Regions from separate parts of the Mus musculus genome. Here all the other regions are linked to region 1. The links are chromatin contacts, called in public promoter capture Hi-C maps. All regions are on one chromosome and are shown on one strand. The core of a region is the stretch at or near the end of the contact, and the rest is flanking DNA. Distances in the headings are between cores, read along the strand shown. Region 1 holds the start of Cracdl (capping protein inhibiting regulator of actin like). Region 2 holds the start of Tbc1d8 (TBC1 domain family, member 8). Region 3 holds the start of Cnnm3 (cyclin M3). Region 4 holds the start of Actr1b (ARP1 actin-related protein 1B, centractin beta).

Evidence for each region. Promoter capture Hi-C pulls out the DNA fragments that hold promoters and counts their contacts. Capture Hi-C pulls out chosen DNA fragments and counts their contacts.
Region 2: a promoter capture Hi-C map of pre-B cells shows a contact between it and region 1, with 3 times the contacts expected there. The contact joins the promoter of Tbc1d8 here to the promoter of Cracdl in region 1.
Region 3: a contact with region 1 is called in a promoter capture Hi-C map of stem cell-derived epiblast-like cells, with 4 times the contacts expected there. The contact joins the promoter of Cnnm3 here to the promoter of Cracdl in region 1. A contact is called at or near these places in 1 of 39 promoter capture datasets (stem cell-derived epiblast-like cells) and 1 of 115 datasets of contacts at active chromatin or transcription factors (astrocytes).
Region 4: a promoter capture Hi-C map of adipose tissue shows a contact between it and region 1, with 2.6 times the contacts expected there. The contact joins the promoter of Actr1b here to the promoter of Cracdl in region 1. A contact is called at or near these places in 4 of 39 promoter capture datasets (the C10 cell line, cranial neural crest, embryonic stem cells and 1 more) and 1 of 9 other capture datasets (adipose tissue).

What each region holds. Positions count from the first base shown.
Region 1 is chr1:37,717,550-37,721,750 of GRCm38.p6, reverse strand. Cracdl (capping protein inhibiting regulator of actin like) reads left to right here and starts at 1,940. Exons shown (of 10, transcript NM_028096.1): 1 at 1,940-2,181.
Region 2 is chr1:39,476,376-39,480,576 of GRCm38.p6, reverse strand. It overlaps Tbc1d8 (TBC1 domain family, member 8), which reads left to right and starts at 1,830. Exons shown (of 20, transcript NM_018775.4): 1 at 1,830-2,137. The coding sequence starts at 2,011.
Region 3 is chr1:36,510,104-36,514,304 of GRCm38.p6, reverse strand. It overlaps Cnnm3 (cyclin M3), which reads right to left and starts at 2,438. Exons shown (of 8, transcript NM_053186.3): 1 at 1,152-2,438. The coding sequence starts at 2,394.
Region 4 is chr1:36,707,538-36,711,738 of GRCm38.p6, reverse strand. It overlaps Actr1b (ARP1 actin-related protein 1B, centractin beta), which reads left to right and starts at 1,814. Exons shown (of 11, transcript NM_146107.2): 1 at 1,814-1,933; 2 at 3,484-3,548. The coding sequence starts at 1,886.

The DNA.
Region 1 (4,201 bases), core at 691-3,190:
GCTGGAAAGAAAGCGCCTTAACCCTATGATCTCGGCTGTGCGGTGGTTGCTGCTGGCATTAAGAAACTGTTTCCTTTCTTCTAGCTGCATATGTAGCAGAAGATGGCCTAGTTGGCCATCAGTGGAAAGAGAGGCCCCTTGGCCTTGCAAACTTTTGGGATAACAATTAAAATGTAAATAAAGAAAATATTTAATAAAAAATTGAAAGAAGAAGAAAAAAAGAAACTTTCCTTGAAGTTCCATAAAGCCTTACTTGAATACAATAGCATTTTCTCAACTGGCTTGAAGGCTTGGTGACAGAAATAAGGAGAAGAGCCGCCAGGACAGCAGCTTTGAGGACCAGAGTTGTCCGAGAAGGAAGTCCCTGGGAGTCTCCTGTAGGCAGCTCTTCCTCCTCACAGTTCCTCCTTAGTTTTCCCTGTTGCCAACCTAGTCATCGAGTTCCCAACCACTTTCTATTTTGGGTGTTGACACTGTGTTCTCAGCCTTAGCTAATCACCAAGATCCTCTGGGTTTTTTTGTCCTCTGAAACCCTCCAGGAACTTCAAAAGCCACCCACAAGCACACACAAGTAAAGCCAGAGGCTTCTGATACTCTGGAAACAAAAATTCTTAGGTTAGAAAGGCAATTTACGGAGTCAATAAATATTTAGCGGTTACAGCCGTGCAGAATACGTGTTGATCTGAACAGCAAGCAACAGCAGGCTTAGGGTGGGTGGGTGAAGGCACAGGCTTGCTTGTAGTTGTTCAGTTTAGTTTGAGGATTTCAAACAAGGCAAACACACACCTAAGCAATTCATTTGCTCCTCTGTGAGTCACCTGCTCACTGTGAGTGGTTGTCAATTAGGAGACTGATTCATGATTTGTTTATGTTCTTTGAGGGAATTAATTTCATTTAACCATCAAAGGAGACTTTTAAGTGACTAGCTTGAACCAAAGGGATCGATTACACCCAAAAGTTAAAAAGGCAACTAACTTCCTTTCATGTACCCAACCAAATGAGATCTCTCGCCAGGTTCTTTCCTATTTTGTTTGGGATTTTGGTCTAATTTTAAAGTCCGCTTTTCAAGATAGAGGTGCAAGTGTGTGCTTCTTGGGTTTCTCTGCGTCCCTGGTCCCAAGATATCAGCCCCAAGGCTCAACGGTGGAGTATGGATTCCTCTAGATCTGACAGTGGCACTCTTAACATCGCTGCGGAAGTCAGAACTCAGGAACCACTCCACCCCAGTGCCACTGTCTGATGGGAGAATTCTCTTTTCTACCTGGGGCTCCTGCTACTGCAGCCTGGGCGTCCTGCTGGGGCTCAGCTGACATTCCTTGTACTTCACCCCTTGACCATGGCAGTGTCAGCAGGCCAAAAGAGGGCTCTCTCTGTAGGTAGCTTAGCTGAGGAGCCGGGGGGGGGGGGGGGGGGGGGGGGGCAGCCCGCTCCTTCCCCAAATGGGCCAGCTCCTCTGTTAGATGTAGGGGTGGGGACCGAAGCTGAGACGTCTCCTTCAGCTTTTTATCCCACACTTGCCAGTGCCACAGCAATGATTCACCTAGAGACGGGGCGGCAGCTTCCCTCATTAGCCCTCAGACGCTCGGACCCACAAGGTTATGAAACAACTTTTACTTTTTATCCGTATGCGCACGTTCCTCCCTGCCACCCGGGCGCCCACTCTCCGAGGCTCGGGTGACAGGGAGGTGGCGCGCAGGAGCCGCGATCGTGAGCGTCCTCGTCCTGGCGGTGGTCCCCCAGCCCTCGGACCTCGCGCAGGCAGGAGCCAGCCAAGCTCCCAGCTCTGCAGCGCCGCCACGTGGGGTGGCCAGGGTCCCGCGTGCCCGGCGGGAGCGGCGCGGGGGAGGCGCGCGGGCCTGGGCGGCGCGGAGCAGAGCTGAGCAGAGCGGAACAGCCGCGTCCGCCCCCGCCGGGCCGCGCGCAGCCGAGTCGGGAGCCGGGAGCGCGCGCCCAGCGCAGGGCCAGCGCGGCCGCCCGAGGGTCGCGCCCGCGTCCGCGTCCATCCCCCGGCCGCAGACCCCGCGCTACCCGCGCCCTACCGCCACCTGCTGCGCGGCGCCGCCGGCCCTCGACGCTGCGGCCGGGGGTCAGGGTGCACCCCGGCAGAGCAGCCCCCGCTTGTCCCCGCGGACTGAGCCCTTCCCGGCACGCTCGCCAAACACGGCCACGCTCCAGTGCCAGGTACCTGGGACAGTCTGAAATGGCGTGGCCACGCAGCATGCGTGGGGCGCAGACCCAGGGAGGTTGGAGGGAGCTGGGTTGGGGGTGAGAGTCTGACGCGTTCCCGAAGTCGCGTCCTGTCGTGGAGCTGGGGAGGTAGTGGCGAGAAGAGCTCAGGTAGCCCAGGGCCCTTTGGACGTGAAGGGTACCCACGCCACCCCTGTGGGGGCCACGTCCACGACACTATGGTCGGTGGGGCCGAGAGAAGCCAGACGCGCAAGTGCCCAAAGTTTTCCTCTGAGCGCTTTGCTGGACTTAACTTTGAAATGTGAGGCAGAGCTGAGCAGTTTAACCAGTTTTAACACTAAGAAAACGGGGGGGGGGGGGGGGGGGACAGGGCTTGCTGCCCGCGTTTCAGTTCTTAGTACCAGAGCATAATCGCGTCTGTCTCCCAGGGCCACGGAGAGGGAGACGGTGGACACACAGGCTGTCTTCCTTATGCTTCGGGTCATGGTTTATTTAACAGGCTTGGGGCTTAGGTTACAAGCCACCAGAGGGGAGTCTGAGTTTAATCTTAGACATAATCAGAATTTGAATCAACAAATATTTGCTGAGCAGTCATTTACTAACCGGCAGGACTTCGTTTTCAGTATGAGGTAGGTAGGTGTACAACTGCTGAGAGGCGGGGTAGTTACTCAAATGAGCAAGCGTTTGTTTTGTTTTGTTTTTGTTTGTTTTGTTTGTTTGTTTTTGTTTTTGAAATGCAAGGGGAAAGGAAGGCCGAGGTGTGACTGGACTTGTGGCCTGCAGGTGGCCAGTTGGCATTGTGTCAGAAATGAACCAGAAAATCCAAGTGGGAAGACAGGCACCTGTGTTGTTTGTCGCTCTCTTGGGAGCCCTCGCACCTTCCAGAACTATTTTAAAGTAAGCCCCTCCTTTGGTGGAGGCTGGGACTTCCTTCCATTTACCTAAATACATAGCAACCACGAAATAGAATCTCAGCCCTGATACTCATTGGGAGCTGGGTCATGCCAGACGTGCACCTGAGATGAATGAGGATCAGGGATCACCTGAGAGCTAGCTCTTTGAGATTATAAAATGATGGAGACGAAGTTCAGTGCGGGTGGCTGAAGATGTCTGCCCCCCACCCCACCCCCGCGTTGAGCTGCGCTGCGTTCCACTCTGAATTCTAGGGTTGTGCCGGTCCAAATCGGAGCATGAGACAAGGCCGAGAGATCAGAAAGACTGGTTCTGTCCTTTACTTAAAATTGAGGTATTTTGTAAATCATGGGTTTTCATATTTGTTTTAAATGCTTCAAAATGTTGCATTTAACATTTCTAGTAACATGACTGATTTTTCTTCTTCTTTTTTTTAACCAGAGAGGCATTTGTCTTTCTCTCTAAGGTTCTAGATTTGTTTCTGTCTCTCCAGCAGCCCTTTTCCATTTATAGAATCAGTGTAGTATCCAATAAGGGTAGTATCCATCCATAGCTGCTTCAGGGCCATGCTGCAGGAGCTGGCAAATGGGTTTGGCGTGTAGTGGGTTGGCTGCTAGGATAGTTGAGCCAGGAGCATCAATGCTCAGCGTGGTTCTTTGGGCCTTATCTAATCGTGCCTCGAGTCTCAGCTTGCCCTTATGGAGAAGCAGAGAAGTGATAGCATACTGCGTGTGTGCCCACTTCCAGATTTCTATCCTGGAGGCTCTGAGGTGATGGTGGTTTTATGAGATAGTGCCCCTTGCACTGAATTAGGGCGCATTATAATCAACATTCCAGAAAGCTTCTTCCCTCCTTTGGCTGCATCTGTGAGTCAGGAAACAACCCCTCACCGGGTACCAGATGCTGGGATGCTTGGATCTTAGACTCCCAGAACTGTGAGGAGCAAACTTCTCTTGTTTATAAACCACGCAGACTGTAGTATGTTGTTACACGGCCGGAATGTTACATAGTAGCCAGCTCTGGGAGAGTTCTCAGCTACAAAGGGAGACTGTGACTGCTTGGGCCCTCCCGTGGGCTAAGTTGTCTGGATGGCCTAGTAGGC
Region 2 (4,201 bases), core at 581-3,080, 1.8 Mb before region 1:
GACCAGGTTGGACTTTGGTGGCGTCCACACTTTGGTCTGTCATGGGATCGGTATCTGAGGTGAGTAGACATGTGTGTTGCATTTTCCCAGGAAATATCTTGTTACACAAAAGCACTAATATCCAATTCACCTCTATGGTTCTGGCCCGAAGTGCTTCAGAGAGCAAAGGGTGCCTGGGAATGTTTCGTGAAGGAATCTTTTCTTGCCACCCATCCCTGACTCCTCTGACTCTGGTGTGGCTCCAAGCCTGTGATTGTGGCTTATAAACTTCTGTTTTCTTGAGAAGATGGTTGCCTGTGGCTGGCCAGTGTACCAGCTTTCTCAATATCTCTCTTTCTTCTTCTTCTTCTTCTTCTTCTTCTTCTTCTTCTTCTTCTTCTTCTTCTTCTTCCTCTTCTTTCTCTCTGTATTTTTTGATTGGTCTGCAGAGAAATGGGCTTACTTCGTGGTGACATTTGTATACAACATGGCTCTAAAACTTGCTTATTTTCCCCTCCACCGTCCTCCCCATCCCCCAACCTCCCGTCTCACTTTGCTTTCTACAGGGCTACTGTCTGTTGGATCTGACCAGTTTCTGATCCTCCCCCAGGACAGCTTCTACTTTCCAGTTCTGTCCTACTTAACAACCACATTTTGTCCTTTTGTCAAAACCCAGGGACTAAGGGAACCTTTCCCCTCCCTTTGGCTAAGATATCCGATCTAACCACCTCCCCACAGAGAACACGTGGATCCCTTTCCCTCGGCCTTTTTCAAGGACAGCTAACATGTCTACTCTAGCCTAGAGAAAATATTTATTTAAAACCCTGTACTCACATGCCCCGTGGCTTCTCGTTACTATTACCTGCTCCCATGTTCTAGTGGGTTTGTTTTTTTCTTTAATGTTTTCTCAGAATAGACACAAGAGCCTTATTTTTTTCCGGAGAGGACCTGCAGGGGTGAGTCTCATAGTGGTGCCTTCTAGGTCCTATGTCTCTGTAAGACATTCAGTGTTCAGTATGGTCTGCTGCTGGACTCAGGTTTCTGCGTTGCCACCTCTCCTATAGCTTCAGTTGTATCCTTACAAAAGCATGAAAAAATATTCTGTAAGAGAAATAATAAGTGGGGGATGTCAAGAATGACTCCTGCTGCCAGGCCTGATGACCTGAGTTGGATTCCCAGGGTCCACATAATGGAAGCCAAGACTGACTCCTCAAAGTTGTCTTCTGACTTCCACGCGCCAAACTGTCTCTCGTGACCACCCCCTCCAATAAATAAAATGTAATAAAGAAGAAATGTAAATGTTTGAATTAACGGAAAGCAATTTCTCTGACCCTCTCCTTGCTGTATATATGGACTAAAATATGTAGCATTCTGTGTTAATTTAAAAAAAAAATGAAGAGCGCAGCATTAAAAAAAAATCCAGATACAATTGTCTCCAATTTTCAGTGTTAGCTTTTGGTTATTTGAAACTTGAACACACTCCAGTTTACTGGCGTGCATTGTGCTCTTTAAGGTTAAGACTCTGGGTTGGGCAACCTGCAGCTTGGATAACAAGATGTCTTTTCCCCCTAGGTCCTTCCTCCAGCTTTTAAACAAGGAGCGTGGAGACAACTTGCGCAGTTGCTCGCTTCCTACCGGGAAGGAGGGAATTCGAGACTCGTCCGGGACTAGAGGGAGGAGACCTGGCAGTGGCTCCGATTTCCTCCCGCCACTCCGGAACCCTGGCCGGGAGCCGCAGAGACTAGGAAACCAGGGAGGCGCCACTGGAGCCTCGGGGAGGGTGGAGGGCGTGGCTTCGGGGGTGGGCGGGACCGCGGCTGGTGGGCAGGGTCTAGCCGGGGCGGGGCCACGGCAGGCAGCGCGGGGTGAGCCCGGCGAGCTGTGGTCTCCGCGCTCCGGGGCTCGGCAGGCGCTCCCGCTTCTGTCTCCGCGCGCAGTTCCCGCCGCCTCCTTCCAAGCGGGCTCGGCCCGGTGCGGCCGGCTGCTGGGGCGATGTGAACCGGGACCCGCAGGCGCGGCAGGTTCGCCGCGATGTGGCTCAAGCCCGAGGAGGTGCTGCTCAAGAACGCGCTGAAGCTCTGGGTGACCCAGAAGAGCAGCTGCTACTTCGTCTTGCAGCGGCGCCGCGGGCACGGCGAGGGGGGCGGCCGCCTCACCGGTAAGGGGCGCGCGCGGCGGCCCGGCCCGGCCTCTGTCCCTGCCGCCCGGCCGCGTCGCAGGTGGTGTCTCGGTGGCAGCCGACGAGGCCAGGACGGCCCTGCCTATGGCTTGTTTTCCTTTTTCCTGCGTTTCTCACGCGAGCTCCGGTCGGGCTTGGAGCTCAGGGACCCACGGGCCGAGAGAGGCAGGTGCATCTGGTGTGACCTGGCTCGCGAACGCTGGAGACGCAGCTTCTAGAGCTTGCCCCAAGGCAGCGAGATCGGGGCGCCCTAGGGCCCCGCCAGGTGACAGAAGGGTGCGCCCAGGCAGGCCCGGACTTGGCCATCTGGACGCAGCTGTGGCTCCAGGTGGTGTTGCAGCTGCGGACTTCAGGCCAGATCATCGGGAGGTTCTAGAGATCCAGGACTTTCTGGCCCAGGAGGCGGGGGCTGTCTTCGCTTCGAGGGGAAACTGAGGCACTATAGTTGCGTAGCGAAGTTAAGCATGCCGCTTTTGTTTCTCCTTTCAATGTCTTCTGTGGAACGATAGGACAAAAATACGATAGGCTTTGAAGTTGTCTCCAAGCAAGGCATTTTCCCCTTCTAAAAGTTATGGCTCAAAGCTGTTAAGAGATTGGGATCAGCTCGCGTTATTAGCTAGAGCACCTGCTCAATCAGGGAAGGGGAATTGTCGTGTTTTGCCTAGGGGGTTGGAATGATTCCTTTGGTTAAGGAGCCACCTCTGGTAAAAGGGACTTCAGATGATGGTCCTTTCATAACCTTCTACTGAATGTCGCTGAGGGGGTCAACAGACCTAAACGGTGCGCTCGGGTTAATTGCTGGTGACTGTCTGCACCTGGGCCAGTCTGGAGACGGCCCTTTGGGAGCAGAGTCTGGTTGGAGAAATGAGGAATATGCTTCTACCTAAAATCATGTATTTTAGCTTCAGGAAAAGCTAGCAGGTGTAGGGTGGGGTCAGGGTCCACGATGACAACCGAGACTCTCCTGAGAATTCAGTAGTGGGTAGGAGACCACAGGATTCTGGTTGAAAGGGTTAGTAGACAGTGGAACGTTCTGGGCAGCTGAGTGGCCACGAACCCCCCTGAACAGGGACAACTTGTGCAGCAGGTGGGCTTCGTGGGGGTGGGGGGAGAGTTACAGTAGAAGGAAGGGGGCCTTTGAGCCCTTTGTGAGGCCCTGGGTAGCACCATGGAATTTAGTGTTGGACTGGAGAACAAGAACTTGGTAGCATCCTGCAAAGCTCAGTAGAGGCCAAGTGGCCTGAGAGGGCTGTGTATGTACAACACTGGAGACGGTGGCTTAATTGATGGTGGATTAAGTAGAGTATCTGGTGTATTAGTCATCTGTTGCAGAGGGTGACGGTAGGACAGGAGACTTGTAAACTGGGAAATAGGGAAACAGTTTGTCCCCCCCAGACACTTTTGCTGCTGCCCACCCACCCACTTAATCCACTGAGCCTCTGGGGTGTTTGATGGGCTTACTGCCTTGGGAAGGAATCAGTGGGACAGGTAAGTCAGGGCCTGCAGTCTTCAGATTATTCTCCATCCAGCAGGATCCAGATGTGGAGGGCGGAGCTGCCTATCAGTGCTTCGTGAGCTTCAGAGAGTTTATGACTCAGATGTACAGAGATCATTTGTATACGAGTTCAGTGGTGTGTTGTGATAGCCATGGCTTTGGACTTCTCTGGTGTTTCCTTTGTCTCCATCCTGTGAATATGTGGAAACTTCTCTCTTCTCTTGGAGACACAGGTTACAATGTATAATCCAGGCTGGCCACAAATTCTTGTTCCTGTTGCCACAGGCACATGCCACCATGCAAAAAGAGAAATGGAAACAAGGAGAAAGCCTATGGAGAGAAGATACTTTGTTTCTTAGATGCCCTTTGCAGTGTGACTGTTGACCTTTGAACATTTATTGAGCAACCCCACTTCGGGTACTCCCCTTGAGCTGGTCTCCACTCAGCCACACAGGACTGCCACCCAGCAGCTCTGGTCTGGCAATTGTTGGAAAATATGGAAATGCAGTGGGCAGATAATAGCAGTGTGAGAGTTTATGGATGATATT
Region 3 (4,201 bases), core at 1,189-3,688, 1.2 Mb after region 1:
AAAGGGCTGATCGCCAGGCCGTGGTGGCGCCGCCTTTAATCCCAGCACTCGGGAGGCAGAGGCAGGCAGATTTCTGAGTTTGAGGCCAGCCTGGTCTACAGAGTGAGGTCCTGGACAGCCAGGGCTACACAGAGAAACACTGTTTCAAACAAACAAACAAAACAAAACAAACAAACAAAACAAAAAAATAGGGGTTGCTCAAAAAGAATGAAAGGAGACATTAAGGTAAAAAAGGGGAGAATGGAGATGGGGTTAGGGAAGAGCAGGTAGCTGACATGCACTGAAAAACAATTTAAATGAAAGAGAGGAAGCAAGAGCACCAGAGGATGCAGGGTTCAGTTCCCAGGACCAGCAGGGTGGCTGGCTGTAATTCCAGTCTCAAGGAACCTAGCGCCTTCTTCTGGCTTCCATAGGCACTGCATGCATGAGGAACAACACAGGCACTCATAAACATAACAATAAAAATCTCAAAAAAAAAAAAAATTAAGAGGGAGAAAAAAGCCAGGAAGGAAAATTAAGTCATTATTCATGAGTTGCTTCCGATGACATTAAAATGGAAGTTCTCTCAGTACCCACAGTAAGTATTATGAGTCCTTTCTAATCCCACAATCTGAAAGGGCCAGGAACCATTACAGGTCCAGCTAATTTAATGCTAAAAAGGCAAAGACAACAGTTTCCAGTTACCTAACCCTCTTGACATCATTTTAGTTACTATCCAAGAATCTGGGGCAACTAGGAAGCCCAAGTGCACAATACAGCCCAGGAGAAGGAAACCTCTGGGATTAGAGCCAAGTAGGCATGCTTGCTGCCTGCCAATGGATCTTTTTATTCATTCATTTACTTTTGAGACAGAATCTTTAGTCCAGGCCGGCTTCCATCCTTCTAAGTAGGTAGGCCACTGCTTGGGTTTATGTGGTACTGGGTAATGGTCAGGGCTTCATGTATGTTAGGCAAGCACTGAGCTACATCCCCAACTTTTTTAAAATTTTCTATTTAACAAACAGGGTAACCACCTTCCGATCCTCCCGCATCAGACTCCCATAGCACTTCCTTCCGCTTCTAAAAGGTGGGTCTTTAAATATTTCCAAAGGTCATTCGCAGGTACAAGGCCATCACTTTCTGGGGCCTTTCTAACAGGGGCGTCCCCTTACCTCGCTTGAACTCCTCCAGGACAGCGTCCAGTTTGGTATCGTTGAAGACAAAGTGGAGTGGATGGTTGTAGAAGCGGGTGATGGTGCTGAGCGGTGTGCAGTCCTCGGGCTCAACGATAGCCAAGTCTTTGAGGTAGAGCATGTCCACGATGTTGGAGCGCTCCTCCTCGTACACTGGGATGCGCGTGTGGCCGCTCTGCATGATGCTGGCGAGGACGCTGAAGTCTAGGACAGTGCCGGAGTCCAGCATAAAGCAGTCTTCGAGCGGCGTGAGCACGTCCTCCACGGTCCGGGAGCGCAGCACTCCCTTGCTGAGGTCGCTGTAGGGGTCGCCGCCGCCGCGCGCCAGCTCCAGCACGCGCTCCCGCAGACGCCCCGGCCGCGCTGCCAGCTCCAGCAGCTGCCCGACCGGCAGCGCCACGGGCAAGGTGAGCAGCACCGCCAGGCGGCTGAGGCCCAACGCGCGCGGCGCCAGCGCCAGCGCCCAGCGTCCGCTCACGGCGGCCGGCAGCACCTCACCCACCAGGAACACCAGCCCCGCGCAACCCAGCACGGCGGGCACGGCGCGCTGGCCCGCCGCCCCGTACAGCAGCACGGCCAGTGCCGCCTGCGCCAGGCTGGCCAGAAGCAGCAGCGCGCCCAGGGCGCAGCCGGCCCAGCGCCGCGCGGGTTCCAGGCGCCGCGCCGCCGCGCGCTCCGCCTCCGAGCCGCTCTCGCGCAGCACCTGCACCTCGGCCGGCGCCAGCGCCAGCGCGCTCAGCTGCAGGCCGCGCGCCACCGCCGCCAGGGCCAGCAGCCCGGCCGCCCCCAGCCCCAGCGCCCAGGGCGGCGCCGCCTCCTCCGCGGCCCCACCACCCGGCTCCACGCGCACCGCCAGCAGCGCGGAGCGCGGGTGGCCGGCCTCGGCGCGCAGGCGCAGCAGCGCGCGCCACTCGCCCGTCGGGGCGGCCGCCTCCTCGGGCTCCGTGGCCCGTCCGCCCTCCGGGCAGCCTGCGCCCTCGGCGGCTACCCAGGTCCAGGAGCTGTTGGCCAAGCCGGAGCAGAAGAGTCGCAAGCACAAAGTGGCCTCTGGCGCTGCCCTTCCGCGCAGGGAGCCCGCGCCCGGTGCGCTGTCCTCTTCCGTGCAGAAGTTCAGCAGTCCCGCGCCCGGCGCCGGCGCCGCCTCCCCTGCGGTGCTGCCCAGACAGAACGCGGCAAGCACCCAGCCCAACCAACCCACCACAGCCGCAGCAGCCGCCGCCATGGCCTGCTACCCCTTCTGGGCCTCGGGCGCAGCCTACCCCACTCACCCGCGCCTCTGTTGTTGCAGCCAATCGGCGCGGGCCTCCGCGTCACTTTGACCAATAAGCGGCTGGCGGGGGCGGGCTCTGGGGAGAACTAGGCTGCGCCGGGGAGTAAACAAGCGGCGCGGGGCGGGGCGAGCCGGAGGGGCGTGGGGCTCCGCAGGCAAGGGAGGACGCGGGGCGGCTGTCTGGGACGGCCTCGGAGTTCCCGGCGCGTGTGGACGAGCAAAGGAAGGTCATTAACCCTCTGGCCAGCAAGGCTAAGGGCTGAATAAGAACCAGGGACTGGGCACAGGGAAACCTGGAGTCGTTTGTTTAAAACATTTTCTTATCATTTGTATTTGTATGTGGGTTTGCGCTTGCGAGGGCAGTGCTTTGGGCAGACGCAAGAGGGCGTCGAATTCCCCCTGGAGCTGGAGTTCCAAGCTAATGGGAAGCTGTGCTGGGAACTGAACTCTGGTCCTCAGCACACATTCTTAACCTCACCCAGCTCTATTGGTTTGTTTTAAAGCTAAAGTCTCTTAGCTTTGCGTTGGGCTCTGTGGATATCAAGACAGACACCTGCTTTTGAGGAAGATGCCTTGATAGGAAGGTCCATAGTAAATACTCAAACCCAGAAAAATCTGTTTCCTTGAATCTTCACACTTGTTTCATGTAATTAAGCTTACAATAAAACGATGTTTAGAGACTGATTCTGTGTGCCTTTGGTTTCTGACATGCACCTGACATTCGGGTCATTCAGCCATGCAGGGAGATAGCAGCTGTCAGGAATTTCCATACATGCTAGCTTCACAACCACAGTTTATTCTGATTCCTCGGGTTGAGAAAGCTGTTTGAGAGGGTTCTTTTTGTCCTTATTTTGGAAGACACCTGCATGATCAGATGGAGCATTCTTCGTTCATTGTATGTGGTCTTTATGGGATTAGCTTCTCTATGGGTATCCCTGTTTTTTGCATTTTTCTCTCTACTTTCTCCCTAAATGTACTAAGACATGTACACATCTTATACATATGTTTTGTTTTGTTTTGTGTCTGTGTGGGCCCAAGTGTATGTATGTGTGTTGTGTATGCAGGTGCCGAAGGAGGCTAGAAGAGGGCACTACATCCCCTGGAACTAGAGTTGACATTTGTGAGCCACCATGTTGGTTCTGGGAACCAGGCCTTCTGCAAGAGTGGTAAGTGCTCTTAACCACTGAGTCCATCTCTCCAGCCTCTTGAATTTTTTTTCTAAAATGGATTCTGTAGACATAACTGAAACAGTCCCACATGGCATATGTGCATACACGCAAACATACACATACAAACATCAATTTTTTTTTTGAGACAGTGTTTCTCTGTGTAGCCCTGGCTGTCCTGGAACTCTGTAGACCAGGCTGGCCTCGAACTCAGAAATCCACCTGCCTCTGCCTCCCAAGTGCTGGGATTAAAGACATGTGCCACTACTGCCTGGCCAAACATCAATTTTAAAATAACAATAAAAAAATGTAACAAAGCAAACACCTCATAAATGGGGGCAAGGTATGATCTCCCTGGCTAGCTTGTGCATCTTAGCTCCATGTGCTCTTCATTTGCTCGTGTGACAAGCATTTCCTACACTGAGTGTGTGCGGGACAGGTAACTTCCCAAAGGCTGGAACTCTGGCAGGGACAACAGCTTCCACCCTCGTGGTGCTCAGAACCAGTGCTGGGATCCCAGGAAACATTTTAAGACCCGGTTGGAAGTGTTATAAGGAGAGGACGAGGAAACATTGGGGAGATGATGCTAACGG
Region 4 (4,201 bases), core at 565-3,064, 1.0 Mb after region 1:
AGCTCCTCCTGTGTGGTAACTCCCCAACCATAAGACTATTTTCATTGCTACTTCATAACAGTAATTTTTGCCACTGTTGTAAATCATAACTTGAATCCCTATCTTCCAATGGTCTTAGGGGATCCCCAAGAGGTTGCCACCCACAGATTGAGAACTGCTGCTCCCCTGCTCTAGCCTGCCTGATCAGGGTTAAAAGGGGGGGGGCATCCCAGGTGTCCAGTGAGAAGGGAAACATCTCTGTAGACACTGAAAGAAAACCCTGGATACATTATGGACAACTTTTTGCCCATTACATTTGCCCAAAGCTGACAAATTCCATGACATACAAAGTAACAAAACAATGTAACTCAAGAAGATACAGCAAGACCGCAAGTGTAGCTAGTTGGTAGAGAACTTATCTAGGTGCAGGTTCTGTGTTCAGCACACCAAAGGAGGAGGAAGAAGAGGAAGAGGAGGATGGAAAGGGGAAGCTGCCACCACCACCAGAACCAGTCTACATCTCTTTTTTAAAAACTTAATTTGTATATTATAAATATACACACTTTCTTCCCACAAAGAAAACTCAAGATCTAGGTAACTTCATGAGTGAACGCTATCAAACAGTTAAGAGATATGACCTCTCTTAAGATGATTTTCTCTGATGTTTTGCCCAACAACATAAAACTGACGCCACAAGTTTATGTGTTATTGGCTAATGGACCAGTGAAACAGAATAAAAGGTAGACAGAAACTATCAACTATTGACATAGGCACCAAGGCAATTTGAAAAAAATTTCTCTCTCTCATTATAAATTTATATAAATATAAATTATATATATATATATATATATATATATATATATATATATATATATATATATAATTTTTTGAGGCAGGATTCCACTATGTAGCCTCTGTCAACCTCTGGAACTCCGATATTGGCCTGCCTCTGCCTCCCTGTTACCAGGAATGACATGATCACACCCAGTTTCTCTTTGCCAACCCCCCACTTTTTTTTGTACATTATTTATTTTGTTTGCGAATGTGTGTGTGTGGCTGTACATATTCCATGGTGCACTTGTAGCAATCAGAATTGTGGAAGCCGGTTCTCTTTTACCATATGGGTCTCTGGGATCAAACCCCAGGTAGACAGCCTTAGTGATAAATGCCCCGATGCTTACTTGATACATGTATAAAAACTAACTCAAATTAAACATAGGTCTAAATGTAAATCTATGATACTTCTAAAATAAAATACAATTATTCACCTAGCGTTTGAATCTTATTAAATCCAAAACTGTTGCTTGGTATGGTAGTACATGCCTGTAATTCCAGCATTTGTGAGGCGGGAGAATCACAAGTTGAAGGCTAGCCTTGGTTTCACAGAGATCCTACCTCTAAAAACCAAAAAAGATGAATAAATCTAACTAAACTAACTCTCCCGTTGAAATAATCAGAGCTGACATCCTAAGAAGAGGAATGCTCACAGATGTCTCATCAAAAGAAAGACCTTCCAGTAGGTGAACTCAAAAGACTTCCTGATTTCAATAGACCTACCACCTCCTTTTTAATTCTTGCCCCCTTTAAGAACCCAGCCATGACATCATCTTACGGCCGCGCAGCCTACCTTGGCAACGCCTGGCTGTTCTTCCGGAAAGCTTCAATTGGTTAGCCGGCTCCAAGAGGCCCCTCCCACTTCCCCCAGCAACCCTCCCCGGCGCCGGCCGTCAATCAGGTCATTTGGCATCTGTGATTGGCCACGGGGCCGCGTTCGCGTAGGCAGCGCACTGGGGGAGGGGAGCGGCGCGGTGTCTGGAGTCGCATCCGTCCAGGTCTCCCCGCGAACCTTGTAGCCCGCCGGTCCTCCTGCAGCCCGCCTGCTGGGCAGGGCCGGCTCGGCCGGGCCATGGAGTCCTACGACATCATCGCTAACCAGCCCGTGGTCATCGACAATGTGAGGCCGGGCAGCGGGGGGTGGGGGAAGGACTGTGACCCGCCGCGGGGTCGCAGGCGGCGTGCGGTGGCCCACGCTGGTGGGGCCAGGGGTGGGCCTCGGGAGCACCTCCCTCGGAGTCCAGGATGTGCGGTACAGCTGATCACAGTCAGGCGGTCCTTAATGCTCTAGGCCGGTGAACGCGTCTGTCTGGGGTGGGATCGCTGGGCAAGTTAAGACCCCTGGCCCTTTGCTTGGTGGTAAGCTCTGGCCGCCTGATGGAGGTCGGCTGACATTTGACTTCTTGCACACTGCTGGCTTTATCTCTTGAAGGGCCTGGTGATCTTTACAACACTTCCCAAGGGGCTGCACCCAGAAGCAAACACTGCACGTTAATTTCCACCAGCCACCACCTGGTGGCCTCTTTGCCGCTTTAACTAACCCCCTCACTCTAAATGATCTTTTCGGAGAGTGTAGCCACTTTCCCCAGGACGGAGCAGTTTGGGGTAGTAGTTTGCAAGCCTGAAAGAAAAGAGGTCCTGCTTCCCGGGGCGTTGTCTTCCAGCCTGGGTTGTGCTTACCTTCAGTGGCCCTAGGAGCTGTCTATCCTTAGAGGCCTTGACGTGGCTGGGGTTTTCTCTAGCTGTGCCCAGAGCTGATGTGTAGGCCTTGGAGCTTTTGACGGTGACACACTTCTCTTTCTGGGAACTGACTCCTTCCCACGTGAGCCCCTGATGGCATCTTTGTGGCTGCCTTTTTTTGGAGCACCCATGTGGGCTCCCTTAAATCATAACTTGTTTATCAGAGAGGCTAGTCCTGGACTTTGGGGGTGTGCTTGGGGCAGGCTACAGTGTACATCAGGCTACCTACCTGTTTGGTGGCCAACAAGCTAATGAGCTCAGAGGCACCTGCCTGGCTGAGTTTGGGCTTGGAGCCTCTCGCTTGTTACTTGGATATGTTATTTTGGCCCTAATAGAGACTGGTAGGCAAAGGGTGTGAGTAGGTGACTCATTTACTAAGTGGAAGGTGTGTCCAGTTCATGTTGAAAGCCTAGGTCCAGCTTCCAGCAGGGACAGGGACTGCCTCTCCTCTTACTACCCAAGAAAGGTACTTGGAGACCACCAAGTGGTTCCCCTCCATGGACCCAGTATGTGGTCTCTGTCTGCTGGTGAAGACAAGGGTTCTTGAATAGAGTAAGGCTGAGGCGTAGCATCTAGCTATCTTTAAAGTGTAGCTGATTTCCTCTCCCTACAGGTACTAGCCAGAGCATTCACAGAGGAGATCTGTGGTCTCTCTTCACGGATGCCCATCTGGGGCCAGTCATTGCTGATAACCTCCACCCAACAGATGCCCCTAACAGTTCTCATCTCCCCCTTGGGTCCCCAGGACAGAAAATGCAGCCTCACACCTAGTTTTGATGTGCTAGTGCTTGCAAGTGATCTCCTTCTCTAGGTCAGGTCTCTGGCTTCCTCCCTGTCCAGCCTTGGTAGAACTGCCAGCTCTCTCCACTTGGGGACCCTGACTGCATCTTGAGTCGTTGGCAGGAGCTAAAACATTGCTTTTCCTTGCAGGGTTCAGGGGTGATCAAGGCTGGCTTTGCAGGAGACCAGATTCCTAAGTACTGTTTCCCAAACTAGTAAGTGTCACCTGTCACCTGGGGGGCGGAGGGCAGCAAGCTCCCCAGCCCCTTATTTGCTTTTGGGAAGAATGCGTCCCCTGTGGTGTTACAGCTTCCCTCTTGGAAGGCAAGTCCCTCCTCTACCTGGAAGAGGAAACACCAGATTGGTGGAGGTGACCCTGAGAGTAACTGCTGGGTCTCAGAGTCTCTTGCCTTTGTTTCTGGCTCAGCCTGTTAGGAGCAGCATCCAGCATTGCCCTGGGGATGGGGTGTGGTAAAGGCGGGAGCAGGAATAAGAGGAACCTCTCTCCAGGGAAAGAGCTAAACTCCCACAGAGAGTTGGGGGGGGGGTGTACACAGCTACCCCTTCCTCCCTGGAAAGTTTTTTTTTTTTCAGATTATTGTGGAGTTTGGGTGAACCCCTAGCCTCCAGAAAACTAAGCATACATTCTAAGCAATGCCCCCGCCAGCCCCCAGAAATGTTTTCATCAAGGTTCAGTTATGTATAGCATCTAGGAACTGTTCCTGCCCAGCCCTTTCCACACACCCCAGGGAGTGCCAATGGTAACAGGGTGGTTCTGTCCCAAAGATCGAGGATTGCCTGGGTCCTACCTGCCCACTGGGAAGGTTCCCCTTGAAGCACCTCTCAGAGCTTGAAGGATCTGTCAGTG